Linked DNA regions of Mus musculus: region 2 is linked to region 1. A link is a contact called in public HiChIP or PLAC-seq data. All regions are on one chromosome and are shown on one strand. The core of a region is the stretch at or near the end of the contact, and the rest is flanking DNA. Distances in the headings are between cores, read along the strand shown. Region 1 overlaps Zbtb21 (zinc finger and BTB domain containing 21). Region 2 holds the start of B230307C23Rik (RIKEN cDNA B230307C23 gene).

The links. HiChIP or PLAC-seq counts read pairs in DNA pulled down with a chosen protein or histone mark.
Region 2: an H3K4me3 HiChIP or PLAC-seq map of the 230-238 cell line shows a contact between it and region 1, with 35 read pairs. The contact joins the promoter of B230307C23Rik here to the enhancer-like site in region 1. A contact is called at or near these places in 1 of 15 datasets of contacts at CTCF or cohesin (pro-B cells), 7 of 484 Hi-C or Micro-C datasets (the 63-12 cell line, the HPC-7 cell line, embryonic stem cells and 1 more), 4 of 115 datasets of contacts at active chromatin or transcription factors (the 230-238 cell line, the SCID.adh cell line and embryonic stem cells) and 3 of 9 other capture datasets (adipose tissue, liver and pancreatic islet).

What each region holds. Positions count from the first base shown.
Region 1 is chr16:97,947,521-97,950,673 of GRCm38.p6, reverse strand. Zbtb21 (zinc finger and BTB domain containing 21) reads left to right here. Exons shown (of 3, transcript NM_175428.4): 3 at 1-3,153. The coding sequence ends at 793. Among named protein-coding and RNA genes, the nearest start is that of Gm41514, 8.9 kb to the right of the region's middle. Within about 2 kb of position 1,688, at least 30 of the 459 cell types and tissues checked have an H3K27ac peak or open chromatin away from gene starts, as enhancers often do. A contact at or near this core is called in the 230-238 cell line, the HPC-7 cell line and pro-B cells, where this site is marked.
Region 2 is chr16:97,995,621-97,998,773 of GRCm38.p6, reverse strand. It overlaps B230307C23Rik (RIKEN cDNA B230307C23 gene), which reads right to left and starts at 1,438. Exons shown (of 4, transcript NM_001362093.2): 1 at 1,338-1,438. The coding sequence starts at 1,340. It overlaps C030010L15Rik (a long non-coding RNA gene), which reads left to right. Exons shown (of 5, transcript XR_001781957.2): 3 at 987-1,077; 4 at 1,323-1,848.

The DNA of each region.
Region 1 (3,153 bases), core at 439-2,938:
CAACATGGCTTTAGCAGAGAACTTCGCCCTGGCCACCCTGGACCACAACGGTGAAGTGGCAGCCGCTTCCAGGCCTCAGACTGAGCCCAGCAAGGTAAACCATGTGGCCACTCCAAAAGAGGATACAGCATTTAGCGACTCTTCAGAGCAAGTGAACTTTGATTCTGAGGATTCCTCCTGCCTCCCTGAAGACTTGAGTCTTTCAAAGCAACTGAAAGTCCAAGTCAAAGAGGAGCCTGTGGAGGAGGCAGAGGAGGAGGCTCCTGAGGCTAGTGCAGCTCCCAGGGAGGCTGGCCCCAGCAAGGAGACCGGCCTATGGCCCTGTGAGAAATGCGGAAAGATGTTCACGGCACACAAGCAGCTGGAGCGGCACCAGGAGCTGCTGTGTTCTGTGAAGCCCTTCATCTGCCACGTATGCTACAAAGCCTTCCGTACCAACTTCCGACTCTGGAGTCACTTCCAGACCCACATGTCTCAGGCTACAGAGGAGCCTGTGCAGAAAGAATCAGAGGTGTGTCCTGTGCCCACAAACTCCCCCTCCCCACCACCTCTGCCACCTCCGCCACCCTTGCCCAAGATTCAGCCCCTGGAGCCAGACAGCCCCACAGGCCTGCCTGAGAACCCAACCCCAGCTACAGAGAAGCTGTTTGCACCCCAGGAGTCAGATACCCTCTTCTACCACGCCCCACCCCTTTCAGCAATCACATTTAAAAGACAGTTCATGTGCAAGCTCTGCCATAGGACATTCAAGACGGCCTTCAGTCTTTGGAGTCATGAGCAGACACACAATTAAAGGACCTACCCCTTTCACCTATCACAAAGTAGCAGGCCCTTGGCTTGTAAACTGTGTCCTAAGACAGAATATTTGAAAAAATAATAATAATAAAGGTTGGAAATTATTATGTTTGAATTTTAAGTTTGGGATGAATTAATACTGGCTAGAAATGACCTCACAGCTTTCTGGACCTCAGCAGCAGGGGTTTGATTCTATTACTATTGAAGTTGGACTAATGTTGGTGATTGAGGTTTTTGGTTTCTGAGTAGTGGGATGCTTGGGAAGTGGGTTTTTTGTTTGTTTGGTTGGTTGGTTTTGGTTTTTTTTTGTTGTTGGTTTTGTTTTGTTTTTGATTATTGCAGACACCTAAATTTGAGGTAACCTTTAGCCATGTTTCTAAGGCCAAAAAAACATACAAGGAAGAAGGGGAGTCATTTGCAGTATTGAGTCAGATTTTAGACTACTTTAGCAATAAGAAAAGGCAAGCCCCAACTTTAGTAAAGTATCCTAACACTTGATAAGAAAAAAACTTGGTATTTTGTGGTCCTATAAAACTTCCTTTTTGTATGAAAATTGTGAGACTTTAAATCAGCAATAGTCACACTTAGATTTTTTTTAATAAAAGAACAATCTGTCAATTACATCATACAATCAGTGATGGTCTGTTCTAAGGGAGGCAGAGCAATAGAAGCGTGTTTGTGGGGTCCTCTACAGTCAGCTGCAACAGCTTAGTTGTGAAAGCCGCTAAAGTCTGTGGTGTGTTCATAGCATGGCTTTCAACTGGGGCTTTAGAACTGACAATGTCTGCTCTCTGTCAGCTTGAAACTCGGGTGTCATTGAGATAAGCAGTGCTAGCATGAGGTTAGCAGAGCATAGCCTTACCACATCCTAGACCACCATTCTCTCTCTAGAGGCTTCAGAGATTGGAGGAAATGCCGTGTTGCAGTTTCCATGTGCTTTCCAAGAACTGTACACACAACATAGACATTTCCTGCCTGTCTTTTGTGAGTACTTCTGTGGGGTTATTGGAGTGGACAGCAGTGGAAATGTCACTACATGATATGCAAGCGTGGATTAAAGCACTAGCAAGAGGCCAAAATTAGTTTTTGCTACTTGATTTGGTACCTTAGGGTTTGGGCTCCTCTGGTTTTTTCTTGTTTTTTTGTTTGTTTGTTTGTTTGTTTTTTTGTTTTTTTTTTTTTTTTTTTTTGCTTTTTGTTTTGTTCCTTGCAGGTTATAATTAAATCTCTCCATAGGCAGAATCCAAAGTTCAGTGAAATATTTCAAAAGACAAAGGGAAGATCACTCCTGGAAAGGAAATTAGGGGGATGCAAATTCCCTATTCACTTTTGCTACAAGCTGTTTCTTCACATTTTCAAGGTGTGATCTAACAGAGACACTGGCCCATCTGCTCACCAGCATTCTACACCCATGGTAGCAAAGGCAATCTTGATATTGAAACTTTTTTTTTAATAAATTACTAATTGACTTTGTATATTATAGAAGCTATATGTGGAATTTTGCCTTTTATCTTTTCACTTGAAAAAGCAATCAGAAATCCCTAAATATGTCTGCATTTCCTATTTTGTTTCTTAAATTTTGCAAAGAAGGGAAATAAAATTAGGTTGCAGTTATTAATTCTTGCCATCTGCTTTCTTAAACTATGCATTTTAGAGATGAAACTAAAAGTGTCCACCATGTGATGAATGAAGCTAGTGCCAGGCTAGGTAGCTGTCCACTGAACTTCTTCCCTGTGGTGAGTGAATGGTCTCTCCTCAGAGTGTTACTTCTTTTAAGACCATCTCTCTGCATGGTCATCTCCTGTGTAGTTACAGAGTGATAACCTCCAGACCTGGCATTGCCAGCTCCTGCCCCAACACTTGAACCTGTGCTACGTTTTTGAAGATTTATAAAGTAACATTGTTGCAAAAAAAAAAAATGTATTTTTGATCTAAATACAGGTTCTGCATATCTGTTAGGTTTTACAAATTACCAGTGTTTGTCACCTTTTTTTGTCTAGGAAGAAAACATAAGATTTCAAATAAATTTTTGAACCAAAAACATTTATAATGCAGTTGTGGTTTTTCTATTGCTTTTTATACTGTATCTTGAAAGACATCGGGCTGCAAGAATTTATTTTGATGTCAAACTCTATCCTTCCATTCATGTAACTATTTCAAATGCTAAGAAACTAATAAAAAACAGTAATCACTTTTTGCAGTAAACAGTTTTTTAGAGAATGTTTATCTCAGCTAGCAGGCAGATGTTTAGTGAAATAAATAGGTCTTTCACCACTGTAAATCTTTAGATAGTAGAGATATTCTTGTAAATGTTTTTCTAATTGTACTAATTTTTACAAGTATAGAAAGCTCATTGTT
Region 2 (3,153 bases), core at 189-2,688, 48 kb before region 1:
ACTTACACAAGCTATGGCTCATGCTAAGTAAGCTTCTAAAGAATACCATCTTGTACACGATTGACATGAGGGAAAGGAAGGAGATGGGAGACATCTATGAAGTCAGGAGAAAGATGAAGAAACTATGAAGTCAGCAGAAGCATCATACAATGGGACACACTCAGGAGAAGTCTAATCAAATAGTTGCTGCACAAGGGGAAACTCAGTGTATCTGAAAAAATTTCTGACCAAGTCTCTCATGGCCTTGGGACTGATAACCACAACCCCGTACGGTGGGAAGAGTTGTGCTCTCAGAATCTGAAGCAACCCCTCCCAAAGGCCCTGGCCCCAGACTATTACCAGCTCTCCCAAGCATATTCCAGGTCTTAGAGAAGAAGCTCTGTTTTATCTCTATACCCAGAGCCTCAGGGAAAGCTCCCAAGGCCTAGGCCCCAAGCTGTGACTGGCTCTGCCAAGCATGTTCCTGGGTTTCATGAGGAGCTATGTCATTCTCCATATATGGAAACCTCAGGGAAAGTGTAACTTAGCACTCAATACAACAGTGTTTTGTTTTGTTTTCTTTTTTACCTTCTCACATGGTTGTCACTAGGCATCATCTCACCCATGTGGCAGAACTATGCTTTTCTCAAGAAGAAAACTGAACCTTTATGCCACACCAGGCCTTACTGTAGATTGTGATCCTGTAAGGCCCCATAGACCAGCCTGTTAGAGGCCTGCTCTTTGATATGAAGATGAACCTAGTGGATGGTAGTAAATCAAGTTTGTTTCCTTTGTTATGGTTTGGTGCCCAATTTCTGGACAATCCGGGTGAATTAACTTGTGTATCCTAGCAACCTAATCTCTAACAGCCCTAGTTAGCACATTACCTATCTGTGGGATGTTTTACATGCAGTCCACCCTCAGATAAATTCTACTTGGAGTGCCTTACTATCTCCTAAGCTTTAGTAAATCCTTTAGATCATTAATCCTGCACTTTTACATCACAGCTTGATATTGGATTGCTACCCAGCACATGAGATGTCTTTTACAACCTCCACAAAATTAACTCCAATGGATTGTCCACCTTAATGGCAAATGGTAAGAACAGAACTTGCAGAAACTAGTACTCTCTGAGTTTGGGATCATGCCAAAGATCTTTCTACACACAGGCCAAATGCTCTGCACAGATGCAGCCCCCACAGTGAAGTTATTCAGAGGCTACAGCTGGGTCCCCCAAGTGGCTAGGACCTCACACGTGGCCGCCGATTCCCATTCAGTCCTGTGAAAGCCCCACCACACCAGCTCGCGCTGCTGAGACCCCTGCTTCTCCCCATTGTTGGCAGTGACCCTGTGCTTACCATGTCGCAACTTCGGAGCTTGCCTGTGCACAATCCACAGCATCCAACCGCAGGAAACGGAGCACGGCACACAGAACCATTCAAGCACTCAACCAGGAAGCGAAACCGACACCACCGCACCCGGAAAACCCGCCTTCTCTTCTGACACGCAGGTCTGCCTGGAGGCTCTGATTGGCCAGTAAGTCTTGAGTGAGTCGAGCACCTCCCTTAGAGTTAGAGTGTGCTGAAGCCACACAGTGTAGAAGTTCTCAGACCAAGCTTCAAATCCAGGGACGACCTTTTCCAGATCTACAGGGATTTTCATTTCTGTAATACTTGTGCCGGTCCTCCAATAGCCTACCCTTCTGTCTCCCCGCACAGCCCCAGGGAGGAACCACCACTGCACCTATCACTGCTCAGCCGCTTGCTCCTCCCCTATGTGAACAGTTGACCCCGTGCTCAGCAAGTCCTTGACTTTTCAGCCTGAGCTTTCCTCACTCAGTAGACTGTTTGCCTTCCTCCTGGAATCAAGGTAGTTAGCTTGCATAGCTCAACTTGCAGTGGAGTTATCAATCTGTCCTACAAGCGGAAGGGTGCCCAGGATATTAACGATTAAAAAGAGATTTGGGGAAACAATAGTTTTGTTGCGGTTGGGATTCAGACCCGGGACCAGCTTCTGATCTGCATATATTTAACACACCAAAGCTGGCTGGGTGGAGCCATCCAGCAGCCGCGGGAGAACTGAGTTTACCTGAAAGGGGTGCTGGAAATGAAAAGATGGGGGTGGGGGGTACGCGAGAGAAGAATGAAGTCAAGACAAAGATTCTGATCAAGACTCAAAGTTTAATAATAGGCTTTACGTTTATAAAGGGAAAAACCACAAAACCCATCCCCTTCTTTAGCTGGAATATGTTGTAGAACAAGGTCAGCACAGGCAGCCAAAACAGCTAAGTTCCCATGGGAACCTGCAACTGCAGCCAAGACACATGTCTCTATCCAGCTTGATAAGGCCTGTCAAGATGAATGTTCAAGGTCTGCTTAGCCTGCTCAAGGCTGGGAAGGTTACAGCTGAACCTCCAGGTTCTCCCAGCTCTCCTCAGTCTCCACCTGTTACATAGCAAAGTTGGCAGACCCCACCTTGTACCCTGAGCTTTCCTGTCTCCAGAAGATCTTCCTATATAATCCTGACAGTTTGTACTCTTTGTCTCTCTGTTTCATTCTCTCTCTCTCTCTCTCTCTCTCTCTCTCTCTCTGCCTCCTCCTTCCTCCTTCTCCTGCCCTTCCCCCTCCTCCCTCCACTTCCCTCTCCATCTCCCTCCCCCCTGCATGCCTTGCTAGCTCCTTCTCCCCACCTCTGCTCCTTATACTCCCATCCCATAACTTCTCTGACCTCCTTGGGACTAGTGAACTCTCTGGTTCCTTGGGATCACTGAATCCACTAGAGAGCTACCCCCAAATAAACCCCCAAATACTCTAATTTCACTTGGGTTGAGTCCTTCATGCTGGGCTTAGGTAAACTGCAGCTACTTTTCAGCTGGTAAGTATGTGAACCCTGGAAGGCAAACAGGAACCAGATAACAAACCCAGTGGAGCACTATGGTTAGCCAACACATCTTCCTCACTGGGAAGCTAAACATTCATACACAGAGGCTTCTGCAAGGCCTCCCCACCCCAGCTTTTGTAACTTTCTGCCTTCTACTTTTCATGTCTTTTTCATCCTCTGGGACTTTGTACTTAGGAACCTGTCACTGATGTTGTTTCAGGACACTGGTGTACTTAAGAAGTAATTCTGGGACTATATTTGCTGTGTGTCTGTCTAATTGGTTAGACATGCAGT